3 separate regions of the Sus scrofa genome follow, and regions 1 and 3 are each linked to region 2. The links are chromatin contacts, called in public Hi-C maps. All regions are on one chromosome and are shown on one strand. Each heading gives the region's core, a stretch centred on a gene start, on an enhancer-like site or on the middle of the called end of the contact. The rest is flanking DNA. Distances are from core to core; before and after follow the strand shown.

The links. A called contact is a pair of places that touch in the nucleus more often than the background predicts.
Region 1: a contact with region 2 is called in a Hi-C map of heart right ventricle, with 3 times the contacts expected there. The contact joins the promoter of APH1A here to the promoter of GOLPH3L in region 2. A contact is called at or near these places in 2 of 47 Hi-C or Micro-C datasets (heart right ventricle and liver).
Region 3: a Hi-C map of liver shows a contact between it and region 2, with 7 times the contacts expected there. The contact joins the promoter of GABPB2 here to the promoter of GOLPH3L in region 2. A contact is called at or near these places in 1 of 47 Hi-C or Micro-C datasets (liver) and 1 of 2 datasets of contacts at active chromatin or transcription factors (alveolar macrophages).

The regions. Positions count from the first base shown.
Region 1 is chr4:98,815,738-98,820,762 of Sscrofa11.1, reverse strand. It overlaps APH1A (aph-1 homolog A, gamma-secretase subunit), which reads right to left and starts at 3,177. Exons shown (of 6, transcript NM_001244487.1): 1 at 2,824-3,177; 2 at 2,095-2,265; 3 at 1,854-1,927; 4 at 1,483-1,605; 5 at 1,201-1,328; 6 at 1-771. The coding sequence starts at 2,936. The coding sequence ends at 637.
Region 2 is chr4:98,467,998-98,472,669 of Sscrofa11.1, reverse strand. GOLPH3L (Golgi phosphoprotein 3-like) reads right to left here and starts at 2,203. Exons shown (of 5, transcript XM_013997188.2): 1 at 2,006-2,203. HORMAD1 (HORMA domain containing 1) reads right to left here. Exons shown (of 15, transcript NM_001194981.1): 15 at 3,020-3,690. The coding sequence ends at 3,610.
Region 3 is chr4:98,161,234-98,165,637 of Sscrofa11.1, reverse strand. It overlaps GABPB2 (GA-binding protein subunit beta-2), which reads left to right and starts at 1,683. Exons shown (of 9, transcript XM_005663482.3): 1 at 1,683-2,030.

The sequences.
Region 1 (5,025 bases), core at 1,928-4,427, 350 kb before region 2:
CTTTATCACACCAAATATGGTTCCCCTCAGACCTGAGAAAAAGACCAAGATGCCCAGTCTGGGGAAGGGGTACTGGGAAACTCAGAGCTCATCTACCCTTGAACCTCCATTGACTTCATCTCCATGGCAATGGCTACACTAGGTCCCTTTTCTTGGCAACCTGCACTGTCCAGAACTGGAGATGGAGAAATACAGGGCGAGGAGATCAGGAGGGCACCCCAGGCCCAGGGGTCCCCCCCAAGGTTCCCTCAGTCCTCGGGTGGGATGCGCAGGGCAGAATACACCATCACCCGACTGTCCTCCTGCCGTCGGCCTGCAGAGGGGAAGGGGGGTGAGTCTTGGGCAGGGTGAGAGCAGAGCACTGACACATGGGGAGTCCTGGACAACAAAGGGGGTCCCCAGATGGTGGGGATAAGGGCAGATTCAAACCCACCAGTCACTGACTGGCTGAACCCAGACTGCTCCTGGTAAAGCCTAAAGACTAAAGGTCACGAGTGGACAAAGCAAAACCCTGAAGGTGGTGGAAAAGACCGACGAGGAGACAGAGAATGATGGGCAATGGACCCGGGTGGGGCTGGGCTCAGTCATGGGCAGTGGGCAGGCAGGTGGGATCTGTCAGGCGATCAGTCCAGGTAGTCAGTCCTTACACGAGAGACTGCGCTGGATACTTCGGAAGGACCCTCCAGCTGTGATGAAGGCCCAGAGCCCCATGGAAACAGTGACTGCATAGATGGGCAGCAGGCTTGCCTCGTACCAAGGGTTCAGGAATGTCTGGGGATGGGAGAAGAGTAGATAAGAGGTTAGATTCTCCCACTGCCTAATCCCCATATTCTCTTGGTGCCTCTGACCCAAACCACCCCCAGATATCTACTCAAATCCCCCAGTCCTTCCCTTCAGAGCACCAACATCTTGTGGTTAAGGAGACTTGTGATTTTTTAGCTCCCTCAGAAGTTTCTGCTCACCTCAGGCCATCTGCATTACAGTTTGACTAATCCATTCAAACTTCTCCTGCCCCCCCCCACCCTCGGCATCCCCAGAGCAGGTTATACAACTGATGCTGAGATGAGAGACACCTGAAGACTCACCTTTCTGCCTCTTCCCTAGGTAAGTTTTGAAATGTCAAGGAGTGAGGATATAGTTCCCCTCCATCCCACTCACCATGAAGTTCTTTTCTAATTCAGACCCCTGTTCCCAACTCACCAGTCCTGATGTCAGTAGGTGACTCCCAACCACCAGGCCCAAAGCCCAGTACCGTCTCCTCTCACAGGCATCAAAGAACACGACTCCCCAAAAGGTATGGAGCAGGATAATGGCTGCTGTCAGAAAGGCTGCAAGGAGGGAGATGGGTATGAGATACATTCCTCGTTTCCGCCCAGCCTCCTGAGATGATGAGTCAAAGAAGTCTCCCGGGGAGGGCAAAATAAATCAGATCGGGGCCAGGGATGGATGGGGCATGAAGGCAAGAAAGAAACTGGATCTTACCTGAAGTCAAGAAGTAATAGGGTGAGTCTCCATGGATCCCAACCACACCTGGCCCAAGTGCATCAGCCAAAATATTGATAACAGAGAAGACACCACTGATGATACCGAAGGAAAGACCAGAAACTGGGGGGGTGGGGGTGGGGGGAAGGAGTGTCTCATCAATGTCAGAAATCACTATAGCCTGATTACCAGTGATCCCTCCCCATTCCCAGCCACAATTCCCCAACACCTACTCTCCCTCCAGACCACCTCTCCTTGGAAGTCAAGTATGGAGAAAAACAAGAAGTCACTTAGGACATGTGGATGTGTAGAGACTTCCCTCGGAGAGAAGGGTATCCACTCCCTCCTCCAATCCCTCTCCCTTGGCTCACCATAGGCCATCTGCCGGATGGAGATGGGTGATCTTCCGTCCTCACTCAGCGATGCTAACCCCTCATCTGCCTTCCTGGGGTGGGGTGGGTGGGGTAGGGGAAACATGAGGGAGGGCAGGAATCTCCTTTCCCTCTAAATGTCTTCCCTTGGTGCCTCCTCATCCAAACCACCACCCAGGGCTGCCCCACTTAGAGTTCAATCCTCTGCCCTTCTCCCCTCCATACCATCCCATCTTCTTACTTAAGCAGCTTGTAGTAGGCAAAGCGGAACACCTCCTGTAGAAGGACAGAAACTGCAGCACCAAAAATCAGGAGGCCATACTGGAGCCGGGCATCTGACCGGTCGGTCACATGGACCAAGATGAACCAGACTACAGAGGCCAAGAGCAAGGAGACCAGCCAGAAAAATGCCCTGAGGAAAGACAAGGGCAATCAGGCAGGCAAGGGCAGGGGGCACCCAGACAAATCAAAGAGGGGAGCCAACCAAGGCTGTAGTATAAAAAGTGGAAGTTACACTTCCGGATGGTCAGGGAGACAGTGAGGAGACTGGATAGGTGTCTCCACCAAGGGAGTTTGTAGGGATCTAGCGCAGGGAAGGGGTAGAAATCTCATTAAAGAGTCTTCAAAACGTTGAGAGCCAAGGTGTAGGCACACAGAAGGGCGAGGTATCCATTCCTGGATACTCCCTTAGGGCCGGCCGAAGTCAGCACAGCCCCCTCACGAGTCCTGGCCTTGGGCCTCCTCTGACGTCGCCGGGAGGAGTATAGGAGGAATCTCTGCGATCCCTGGAAGGCGGAAACCAACTGCGGGAAAGGGCAAATCACCAAGGCCCCTGACTCGACCCTCTTCAATCTTCACCTCCGACTTGTCTTCCCCCAACTCAGGCTCCCAGCCTCGCCCCAGTTCCTCAAGCCCCTTTCGGATCTCTCTCTCCGGCGTCCTCCCGCGTCTCCCCAGCCCCCTAACTCACCCAGCGACTAGGATGATGACACGAAGCGGGTCTCCGGCCACAGTGATCAAGAAAAGCGCAAAGGCTGGACCGAAAGCGACGAAAGTGCATCCAAAAAACACTGCGGCCCCCATGGCTGGGCAGCTGGGGGCGGGGTGGAGGCCTGGCTAAGAGAGGCGAAGGGGAGGAGCACGCCAACTAGAGTGTCCGCGTTCGTTGGCGACGCGACCCCGTAAGGGGCGCGGTGCAATGTCACCCCCGGACCCCCGGGAAGGGGGGGGCACCGAAACCCCAGATGCAGGTCCCCGCGACTTCCTCTACGGAAGCCGAAAAGGGGACAAACCCCATCCGCAGCCCCATGGCCACCTCCCATCTAATCCCCACCCCCTGGAGGCCAATGGAGAATCCGCGGAGGCGGAGCTGCGGGGGTGGACGCGTGGCCGCACTACCTGCCGGGACTTGTAGTCCTGCCCTCCTAGCCCTGGACCTCGGCCCTGGGAGTGGTTCCGGCGGGTTAAACCAGTGGGCTGGACCTGGGGGTTCCTCGGTTCAGCTCGGTCCTGGTCGCTTTCGTGATTTCGTTATTTTGTGGGGAAGGGTGGTAGCAATCCTACCTCTCTTTGAAGAGCTGCAGAGGGGGGAAGATCCTGTTGGAAGCTAAAGGACAGATGTAAAGAAAGCACAGGATAGAGGGTGCAGGGAGATAGGGACGGGTATTGTTCTTACTTGAATGAGAGGAAATGGGCTAGAGCTACTGCCTAAGAGATGAAGGTTAGACTTAAAAGTAGGAGCTCTTTGAACGGGCTAGTATAGGAACATGTAATTCAGTGTATCGCTAATGAATCTTTCATCTGTAATGACAAGAAAATCAGAAGCAAAAGAAGCCTGGAGAGCAATGATAAGAAAGGGGATTTTTAGTTAAAATTGGGAGTTAAAATTGTTTGTAAAAAACAATTAGAGGGATGGAGTTGAAGGAAAATGACACCACCACCACACTTTGCCAGTTACTCAGTTCCTTTTATGTCATACTTCCTCTATTTATTTTTCTGAAAATGAACCTCAGTGGTGTCTTTTCCTCAGGCTGGGGGAAGGGAAGGGGCAGGAGATGCATATTAGAATGAAAGAAAGTAGGGGAAGAGGTATTATAAGATCATTTGAAGTGGGGATGGGGTTAATCCTTAGGAGGAAGTTTAGGCAAAAGTGCTAGGATGGGAAAGTGAAATATTGTTGAGACAGTAATAAAAAACTATAGAAATTGTTCAAAGAGAGCCAGGCTTCCTTTCCTTCCTGGAAATGATTTATGGCAACGCATATATGTACATCCACATAAGAGTTTTACATTTTTCTGGGAAATTCTGGAAAGGAGCTAAAGGAATAGATTATATAGATATACATGGGATGTCATCATGCAAATCCTCTCTCAATAAGGTTGAGAGGGTGGGAGCATCCTGGCTAGTGCTCAAGACTCTTTTGTCTTGCTTCTGGGCCTAGCAGGCCAGAAGAAATAGGGATAAGACAACTCTTATCTCTCCTTTGAGCTGTTCCCGCAGCATCTTCTGACTTAAAAACAGGTGTCAAACCTATCTTATTTATGGGTGGTTCCACAGAGGCTTGCATGGTACCTGGCTCATACTAGACATTGAATTGATATTAACTCCCTTTAAAAAAATTACCTGCATTCTTGGAGTTCCCTTCGTGGCTCAGCAGTTAATGAACCCGACTAGGATCCATGAGGATGCAGGTTCCATCCTTGGCCTCACCCAGAGGGTTGAGGATCTGGCGTTGCCTTGAGCTGCGGTGTAGGTCACAGACTCAGCTTGGATCCCGTGTTGCTATGGCTGTGGCTGTGGCATAGGCCGGAAGTTATACCTCCAATTCAACCCCTAGCCTGGGAATTTCCATATGCTAAGGGTGCAGCCCCAAAAACCAAAAAAAGAAGAAAAAAATTACCTGCATTCTTTTCTTATTCCCTTGCCTATGAACACTGAATTGCCTCTGAGACTAAGCCTGATGCTGTGCCTAAGCACATATGTTACTAAATGTTCCTAAAGTGAATTGAATCAAAATGGGGAATACAAAAGCAGAGAGACATAAAATGAACTCACCCTGTGGGTTGGATTGAAGGGAACACACCAAGTGACAAAGTGGGAGAAAGGGTATGGCATATAGAACAGGGAAAGAGACTACCTGCTTCCCCCCTTCTCCCATCCTGTGTGCAGAAAG
Region 2 (4,672 bases), core at 954-3,453:
AAAATGTATACAGATAATAAATATTTACAATCTTTAATGGAGAAAGAAAGCAGTAATGACCAGAAAATTAGTAACACAATATCTTTTCCAAAGTACAACAGGTTGAACTCTACAGGAGGCACTGACAAGAAATCAAATCAGTAATTTTAAAAATCAGTAGAAATGATCACCTTCTAAGCCAGCTGACTTCTTGGTATAAGCTATAAACCGGGGGAATGTCCATCATTGTGATTCCTCTTTCACATAATGGATTCTCCCCAAGTTAAATAATATGGGGCAGAAAAAATTATGGAGCATTCAGCCCCGAAGAGTATACAATAATTTCTACATATAATTTCTATATTTCTACATATAATGTACTATTCAATGGTACATTATAAAACATACACAAAAATAGTAAAAAATTTTCAGAAAAACTAAATAGAAATACACGTTCTAATATTTCCTTCCAAGACCATAACTCATTTCATGCACTCACTTTGGAAGAGTGCTAGTCTGGAGAATAACATTCAGAAGATCATGTATGGTAACTCCATATAGCTAGAAAACTTTTGTCTCTATCCCTAGGCTAGTCATCTTGTGAATACACAAACAGCTACCAACAAAAAGTACTGGCAAGAAAATGCTAAAAGATTAGTATATTCTGGAGTTCCCGTCATGGCGCACTGGTTAACGAATCCGACTAGGAACCATGAGGTTGCGGGTTCGGTCCCTGCCCTTGCTCAGTGGGTTAACGATCCGGCGTTGCCATGAGCTGTGGTGTAGGTTGCAGACGTGGCTCGGATCCAGCGTTGCTGTGGCTCTGGCGTAGGCCGGCAGCTATAGCTCCAATTCAACCCCTAGCCTGGGAACCTCCATATGCCGCGGGAGCGGCCCAAGAAATAGCAAAAAAAAAAAAAAAAAAAAAAAAAAAAAAAAGATTAGTATATTCTTTCTCAATTACCAAAACTATGAAAGTACAAGCCTTTTTATACCATGCACTACAGTTGTAAAAATCTAGTCAAGAGTAACTGCATTATCAGCTGTGATAAAGTTAGTATACTTCACATAAATCTAAATGCCAATTTTTAAGATGAAATATAATATTTTAAACTAGCAATTATTGAAAAGAATAGCTTTTTCAAGATCAAAAGAATGCATTCAAAAGCCTCTCTGACTGGATCCCATTCTACCTTCTAGCAATCTTCCCATTATTCCCAATTATGTACTGTTAAACCATTTTTCAAACATGTCCCTTAAATTCCACCTCCGCTCATTCTTACAAGCTAAAGTTCTTTCCCTTTTCCCTTCCTCTCTAAATTCTACCCATTCTTCAAAGGCCTATTCTTAAGTGAATCTGCTTCTTCATTACCCATATGTCCCATCGCCAGGACAGGTCTCTCCCTCAGCTGTACTTTCATACAATTTTATTTATACTTACTTCCTTTAAAGTATTTATTATAGTCTTTCATTTGGTATGGCTGTCTCTCAAATGTAAACTTCTTGAGGGCAGGGACATTGTCTTCTTGGGTTTTTATATTCTCCATAGCAACTAGCACAATGTCTTTAACGTTGTAACTGCTCGATAAATATATACTGATTAAAATGAATACTCAGAAAAGCATTTGAACATTTAAAAAGAAATACAAATGAAGTGACTTACAAGAGATTCTCTGTACAAGGCTATATTTCAAATAACTCTTGGTGGGAGGCGGGAAGAGTGAAAGAGGAAGAGAACCAAGAAACAATTGCTTAAGAGCACTAAGCCTATCTGGCATAAGGAACAGGTTTATTTCCTAATCCAATCCAAAAAATTTTAAATCTTTGGGGGAAAAAAATAAAAAATTTTCTTTGAGGAGTTAATCGCCCCTGGGCATTTACTAATTAAAAATACTATTTGGAAAAAGCCAAAAAAAATCAAAAAACCAATAGCTCCAAAATTAAATAAAAACCTCCCTCACCCCATAAAATAAAAAACTTGGAGGTTTTTTTGGATGTTAGGAAATGTATTCACCCCGTTGCTTACCTGACGTTACTCCTGGGTTACCGCCAAAGGCAGGCTGCAGCTTGAGCTCAATTTTAGGACACGTGTCCCCACCCCCACCCCCCACCCCCGTCCTAGTAGGTGAAAAACTTCTCAGCCACGCAAAGGGAACAAACTTCCTGATCCTTCGATGCAAAGAAGGAATAACACATCAGCTTCCTCAGGATCACTAGGCAACCTACCTTGGTGTTTCTTCATTAGACCAATCAGAAAGCTCCAAAGCTGAGTTCAGCCAATCAGAGCTTACAAGAGGAGGCTCTCCCCCCCGGCTATTGTGTTGCGATCCAGACAAACACCACCGAAAGGAGGCAGGTTTGGGTTTAACCTGACAGCTGGTCAATCCAATGAAGGAACCTTGGTAGAGAGAGGAAAGAGGGCTGCACTCCCCACCCCCACTAATCCGGCCAATCAAAGCCTTCCGTGAGCTATCACCAGCTGCCCATCTACAAAGGTTTCTGTTGGTCAACTGACTTCAGTGTAGCAGGTGTGTTACTGTAGCAGTGTATAGTGGGACAATTAGGTGTGATAGTTGGGGATCCAATAAAGCTAAGAACACATTTAAAAAATTGGCTGTTTTCGACAATTAGCTTAACCCTAACTTTCCTGCTCCAGAAAAACCTGATCTGGGTTAGTTTGTGGACGTTTATTTGGTTTATATTAAACAGGGTAGGCACATTTCTACCATAGCATTCATACTTTCTCTATTAGTGCTTGCTACTGGCGAGCTCATGGATAATGTATGTTTTTAGAATATGGCTGCTGAAACTGCAAGAGGCAAACAGACAAGTTTTAAGTCTTCCTTTTGTAGAGCACAGGAAACAGTCAAGTCTGAAATCAGATCCCAGATTTCTCACTAAAAACACAGTTTCTTTCACACTACCAAAAGTTCTAGGAAGTGTGCTCAACTCTTAAGTAACATCTACTGAAATGATGTCAAAATTAGTGCCTAAACATTTTCTGCTATTTAAATAAAAATTAGAAGCCATGAACGAGTCTAGATGCTGAACAATGTTTTATTTATGCTACCCAAAATGTCAGACTTTTAGTCTTTTTTGTCTTGTAAAAAATGCTAAAAAAGTAAGCACCAATTTTTAATTGCACATTATATATTATTATGTTAATACACTATATCAAAGTACTGAATAACATTGTTTTAACAACATAATGACAAACACAGGCAGTTAAATTATATGGTTTTAACATAGGTAAAAAATGAATTCCTATCAAAATTTAATACCAAAATAAACATTATTTACTTCAAAAAATGGCTTAAGAGGGCCTTAAAAGTTAATATAAGTTTAAAGGAAATGTCCACCAAATGGAATATAGATCAAATTGAGTAGATAATTAACAGAATAAATTACAACACTGGTTATTTTTGTTCTTACTCAAAAGTTCTCTTGAATTTGTCTCAGATAAGATTAAAGATCATCATATGATAGCTAAGAATTCATTTCAGTGTACTAACTGCTTAAGACTACCTATAAGTTTTCAGTGGTAGGGCAAACACACCTTAAAATAGTAATATAGTGTCCTTTCATTTAAATGTTGTGAAGAACTTTGCAAACATGAAGAAAATCATTTTTTTATATATGTTCCTTTGGTTCACTAAACTTTCTTCTTTTTGGCACTGAATCTTGACTAGACGAATCAAAGTGATGAAGAACCTATTAAAAGAAAACAACTACTCAGAATAGATACTTTCCAGTTTAAATGTTTTTAATTTTAGAGCTTTTTTACATCTGATGTTCCTTCCTTCAGTTCTTCCTTATTTCCTCTCTTCTTTCTTCAAAAAAAAATTAAACCTAGCATACTATTTCCCACTAAGATAGGATATCTGGGTTCTTTAAAAGTAGGGTAACTTTTATTATTGACATATTTATATCTTTTGATGACTGCTGAAAGTACATCCTTCTAAGTGTAAGGTTTTCATTAGAGGTGCTGGAGTAGTTAGAAAGATAGACATTATGTCCTCAAAATAGTAAAATATTTTTGGGTAGGATGAGAGGGGAAAGATTAAAAAATAACCTAAGAATAGAGAAAAATTCCACTTTGGCATCATGTTTTGCTTCTGTATCACTGGTGCTCAGCAGTGCCTGATAAATATTAGACATTCAATGCACCCTTGAATGAATGGGAGGATGACTTAGGAAAATTGCTAACAAAATTCTGAGTTATTGAACTTTTATTTTTCTGGTAAAAACTAGTGACAAAATTGGAATATGATTTTGTAGAAGAAAACCAAGGCTTAATACACTAGGGAAAAATAATATATTAATGAAACCTCAAGTTATTCCATCCCCCCCTTTTTGGGGCCACACCTGCAGCATGTGGAAGGTCTACGGCTAAAGACTCAACTGCTCCACAGCAGCGACCAGAGCCACAGCAGTGACACCACTGGATCCTTAACCTGCTGTGCCACCAGGGAACTCCATCATTCCCTTCTTAAGATATGTAAACTGAAAACAGGATTAACCAACTATATTTTTGAGATTACCTCTTTAACATTGAATTTTAAAAAACAGTCCTAATTTTTCAGTTATCTAATTTTAACCTACAAATAATACTAAAAATTCTGGCTTAAAAATATTAGTATCTATCTCAGAAGTGACAAATACAATTATCTGATTTGGTAAAATAAGGTTCCAA
Region 3 (4,404 bases), core at 434-2,933, 310 kb after region 2:
GGGATTGAACCCACATCCTCATGAATACTAGTCCCCTGCTGAGCCACAGGGCAACTCCAACTCAAAATTATTTAAAGTGTTTTGGGAGAAAGCTGTAACCAGCCACTCTTGTGCTTGCCCAATAACGAAGTATTTGAGGTAATAATGCTAGATGCCTCAGGAGGTACCTGTGGCATTAAGTCTGCCGTTCATCATCTCAGCCTAGGTGCCTACAAAAAGAAACAAATTAACCCAAATATGTTATATGCTTATTTATAACTTGCCTCATTTAAAAAATAAACAATTTGGGGGAGTTCCCGTCGTGGCGCAGTGGTTAACGAATCCGACCAGGAACCATGAGGTTGCGGGTTCGGTCCCTGCCCTTGCTCAGTGGGTTAACGATCCGGCGGCGTTGCCGTGAGCTGTGGTGTAGGTTGCAGACGCGGCTCGGATCCCGCGTTGCTGTGGCTCTGGCGTAGGCCGGTGGCTACAGCTCCGATTCAACCCCTAGCCTGGGAACCTCCATATGCCGCAGGAGCGGCCCAAGAAATAGAAAAAAATAAATTAAAAAAAATAAAAAATAAAAAATGATAAAAAATAAACAATTTGTACTGATTTACAAATAGCTAATGGGTACCTACTATATGAGGCACTGAGCCAGACAACCTAAGGATGTAAACATGAATGAGATAAGATTTTGACCTTCAAATAAAAAGGGAAGCCGTAAATACCAGTTGGGACATTATGCCCTAAGTCCTTTAAAGAACAAGAGGAGGGAGTTCCCGTCGTGGCGCAGTGGTTAACGGATCCGACTAGGTACCATGAGGTTGCGGGTTCGGTCCCTGCTCTTGCTCAGTGGGTAGACGATCCGGCGTTGCTGTGAGCTTGTGGTGTAGGTTGCAGACGCGGCTCGGGTCCCGCGTTGCTGTGGCTCTGGCGTAGGCCGGTGGCTGCAGCTCCGATTCAACCCCTAGCCTGGGAACCTCCATATGCCGCGGGAGCGGCCCAAGAAATAGCAAAAAAAAAAAAAAAAAAAAAAAAAACCAAAAAAACAAGAGGATCTAGAGAAATCCAGAAAAGAGGGGAACCATGTAAATCTTCCCCATAGGGTTTGAAAGGCCCATCATCAACGACAAAAGCCAAAATCGAATACAAAATGGAGCAGTGATCTGTCCTTTTCTATGTCTACCTATTTTTGAAGGTCTTCTTTCCCAACTTGTCGCTGTCCTTCAGCTTACGGCGAAAGGTGGGTGCAGACAGGAATCAACTGTTTGGTAAACAAAGTGGCTAACTGGATTTGCAAACTCCCGTTCCATCCCCTTTCAGCACCTCCAACCCCCTCAAACAAGACTCCGATATCTGTTTCATTGAGTTGACAGCTCGGCTCTAGGCTCTTTACCTCTAGGCTGTAATTAGAAATGTGTCCGTCGGGCACCAGAGCTCAATTCACGCACAAATCCAGGCAACGTCCCAAACATCTTCGCCCGAGGTTGAGACAGAGAAACAGTTTCCTCTTCAACCTTAAACTGGCCCCTAAACTGGTTGCTTCTAGCTAAATGCAAACCCAAGGCAGAGATCAGTTTCTCTCAGTGGTTCGCCGGGATTCTTGGCGCCAAAACAAACCATCAGGTCCGTCCCCTACCGGAACTATATGACACGTAAGACGCGTAATCGACAATCCTCCGCCTCGCTAAATAGTCCCGTCTGAGATAACATAGATACGCACTACTTCACCTCAAAAGACTTTCGGAGAATAGAAAATGAGCCTCAGGGGTGCATCACCCTTCTGTTCGAGTGCAAATGTGGATTTTCTAACCACATTCTCTTCACAGATTCTTCCGCCAGAAATTATATTCGCCGTCTTCACTTCCGGGTCCGCCATTTTGCAGCCTCCATTTCTCCACGAGGGGGGGTTAAAGGCCCCCAAAATATGTATATATGAAAAGGCCAAAAAGTAACCATCATTGACAGGGAGCTTTAACTAGAGAAGGAAACAGGACCAAACTGGCGGGCTCGGCGAAAGCACAGCCGGCAGCGTCCCGGACGAGGAGGTAAGGAGGGAGGAGAGATGTCTGGGCTCTGGGGGGCGTCAGGGCTGGAAGGAAGACTGCCTTGAGAAGTTGCACCGCCTCCTAGCCCAGCCCCGGACCTCTGGGTGCAGACAGAGCGGCGCCCCTTCACTGGAACGGGGTTAGCTGGGGGAAGGGGACGAAGAGGAAGGGGATGCTGCCGGGAGGAAGGGGAGGGGACTAGGAGGAGGTGAAGAAGGGGGTGGGTGTAAGACCTGGGGCTGGGGAGCCGGACCGAGGGAAGGCAAGGCCACAGAGGTGACCACTAGGGGGCAGCGCGGAGCCCGATCCGGGGGTGGCCCTCTAGGCTGAGACCTTGGCTCCCTGCCACAAGTTGACTCTTCCAGAAAGACTGAACATTGCTGAGGCGCTGGGGGAGTTGTGATAGATGAGAAAACGGAGATTCTAATTCTCTGACCCGAGTGTTAGCCTTAAGATTATTAGTGAGCTCAGTAAACTGAGAAATAGCAGCAAGGGCCCCGCCTCCAGTTCTTGCAGGGTTGTTTGTACAGCTGGCGGCCCAGTGGGGACGTGTGCAATAGAAAAAGGAAAAAAGGTTGGCAAATCATGAGTTCTTCGATTTCATTTCTCCTTGCCATTAGCTTTCTCCTATTCTCACAGATTTTTTTTCCTTATTTTTTAGTTTATTGAAGTCTTGTTGCTTATAATATTGTGATAATCTCATAGATTTCCTTGAGTGAGCAGACATCATCCCATTCCTCTCCCTCTTACCAGAAGGACTTTTCTCTCTCAACTCTTTTTGTTTTTAATTTTTAAAATCAAAATGTCATGCGGAAGTTCCCTGGCCAGGGATCGAAGCCACACCACAGCAATGACCCAAGCTGCTGCAGTGACAACGGGGGATCCTTAACCCTCTGTGCCAGAAATATATTCTTTTTCGTGTTATTTTCCGTTATGGTTTATCAGAGGAAATTGATTACAGTTCCCTGTGCTACAGGGTAGGATCCTGCTATTTATCCATTCTGTATATATTAGTCTGCATCTGCTAATCCCAAACTCTCAGTCCTTCTCTCTCCCATCCCTTAGCCCCCTTGGAATCCGCAATTCTGTTCTCTATGTCTGTGAGTCTGTTTTTGTTTTATAAATACGTTTTTTGCTTTTTGGGTTCCCCCCACCCCCTAGCACTCATGGCATGCAATAGTTCCCCAGCTAGGGATCAAACCTGCACTGGCCTGTGCCAAAGCTGCAGCAACACCAGATACTTAAGCTACTGCATCACCAGGGAACTTCTGTAGTTCCTGTTGATTTGTGTCGTATTTTAGATTCTACATACTTGGTAGCATATGGTACTTGTCTTTATCTTTCTGACTTAATTCACCAAGTATGATGATCTCCATCCATTTTGCTGCAAATGGCATTATTTCTGCAAATGGCATCTTTTGGATGACTGAGTAATATTCCATTGTGTGTGTGTGTGCGCTACATTGTTATCCATTCATTTGTTGACGGACATTTAGTTTGTTTCCATGTCTTGGGTTTTGGAAATAGTGCTGCTGTGAACATGCTGGTGCAAACATCTTTTCAAAATTTTTTTTCTTTGGCCACATCTGCAGCTTATGGAAGTTCCTGGGCCAGGGATTGAATCTGAGCTGCAGCTGTGACCTATGCCAAAGTTGCAGCAACACTGGATCCATAACCCACTGCACCACAGCAGGAACTCTCTATCTTTCTGAATTATGGTTTTTTCTGGGTATATGCCCAGGAGTGAGATTGCTGGATCATATAGCAACTCTATTAGTTTTTTTTAGAAATCTCCATACTCTTTTTCGTAGTGGCTGCACCAGTTTACACTCTCACTAAGTGTGTAAGAGAGCCTGATTTTCTCCACATCCTCTCCAGCATTTATTTGTAGACTTTTCATCTCTTTTTAAAAACATCTATGGAGGGAGTTCCCGTCGTGGCTCAGTTGTTAGCGAACCCAACTAGCATCCATGAGGATGTGGGTTCGATCCCTGGCCTCCATCAGGATCTGGCATTGCCGAGAGCTGTGGTGTAGACTGCAAACACAGCTTGGATCTGGCATTGCTGTGGCTGTGGTGTAGGCCGGTGGCTACGGCTCCGATTAGACCCTTAGCCTGGGAATCTCCATATGCTGCAGGAGCAGCCCTAGAAAAGGCAAAAAGACAAAACAAACAAAAAAAGAATGGAAGTACTTTCTGATAATAGAGTACTTTGTGGTCAAGAGCTCAAGCACTCCATCAATTATTAAAACATGTTATTGAAAATTCTTGGGTGCTGGTTTGGGAAAGGGTGTGGGTTCTGTTTTTTTATTCATCTCCAGTATTCTAGGAGGCAAATTAGATGAGATTTTTGTTTCTTCTCTTTGTGTGTAGGG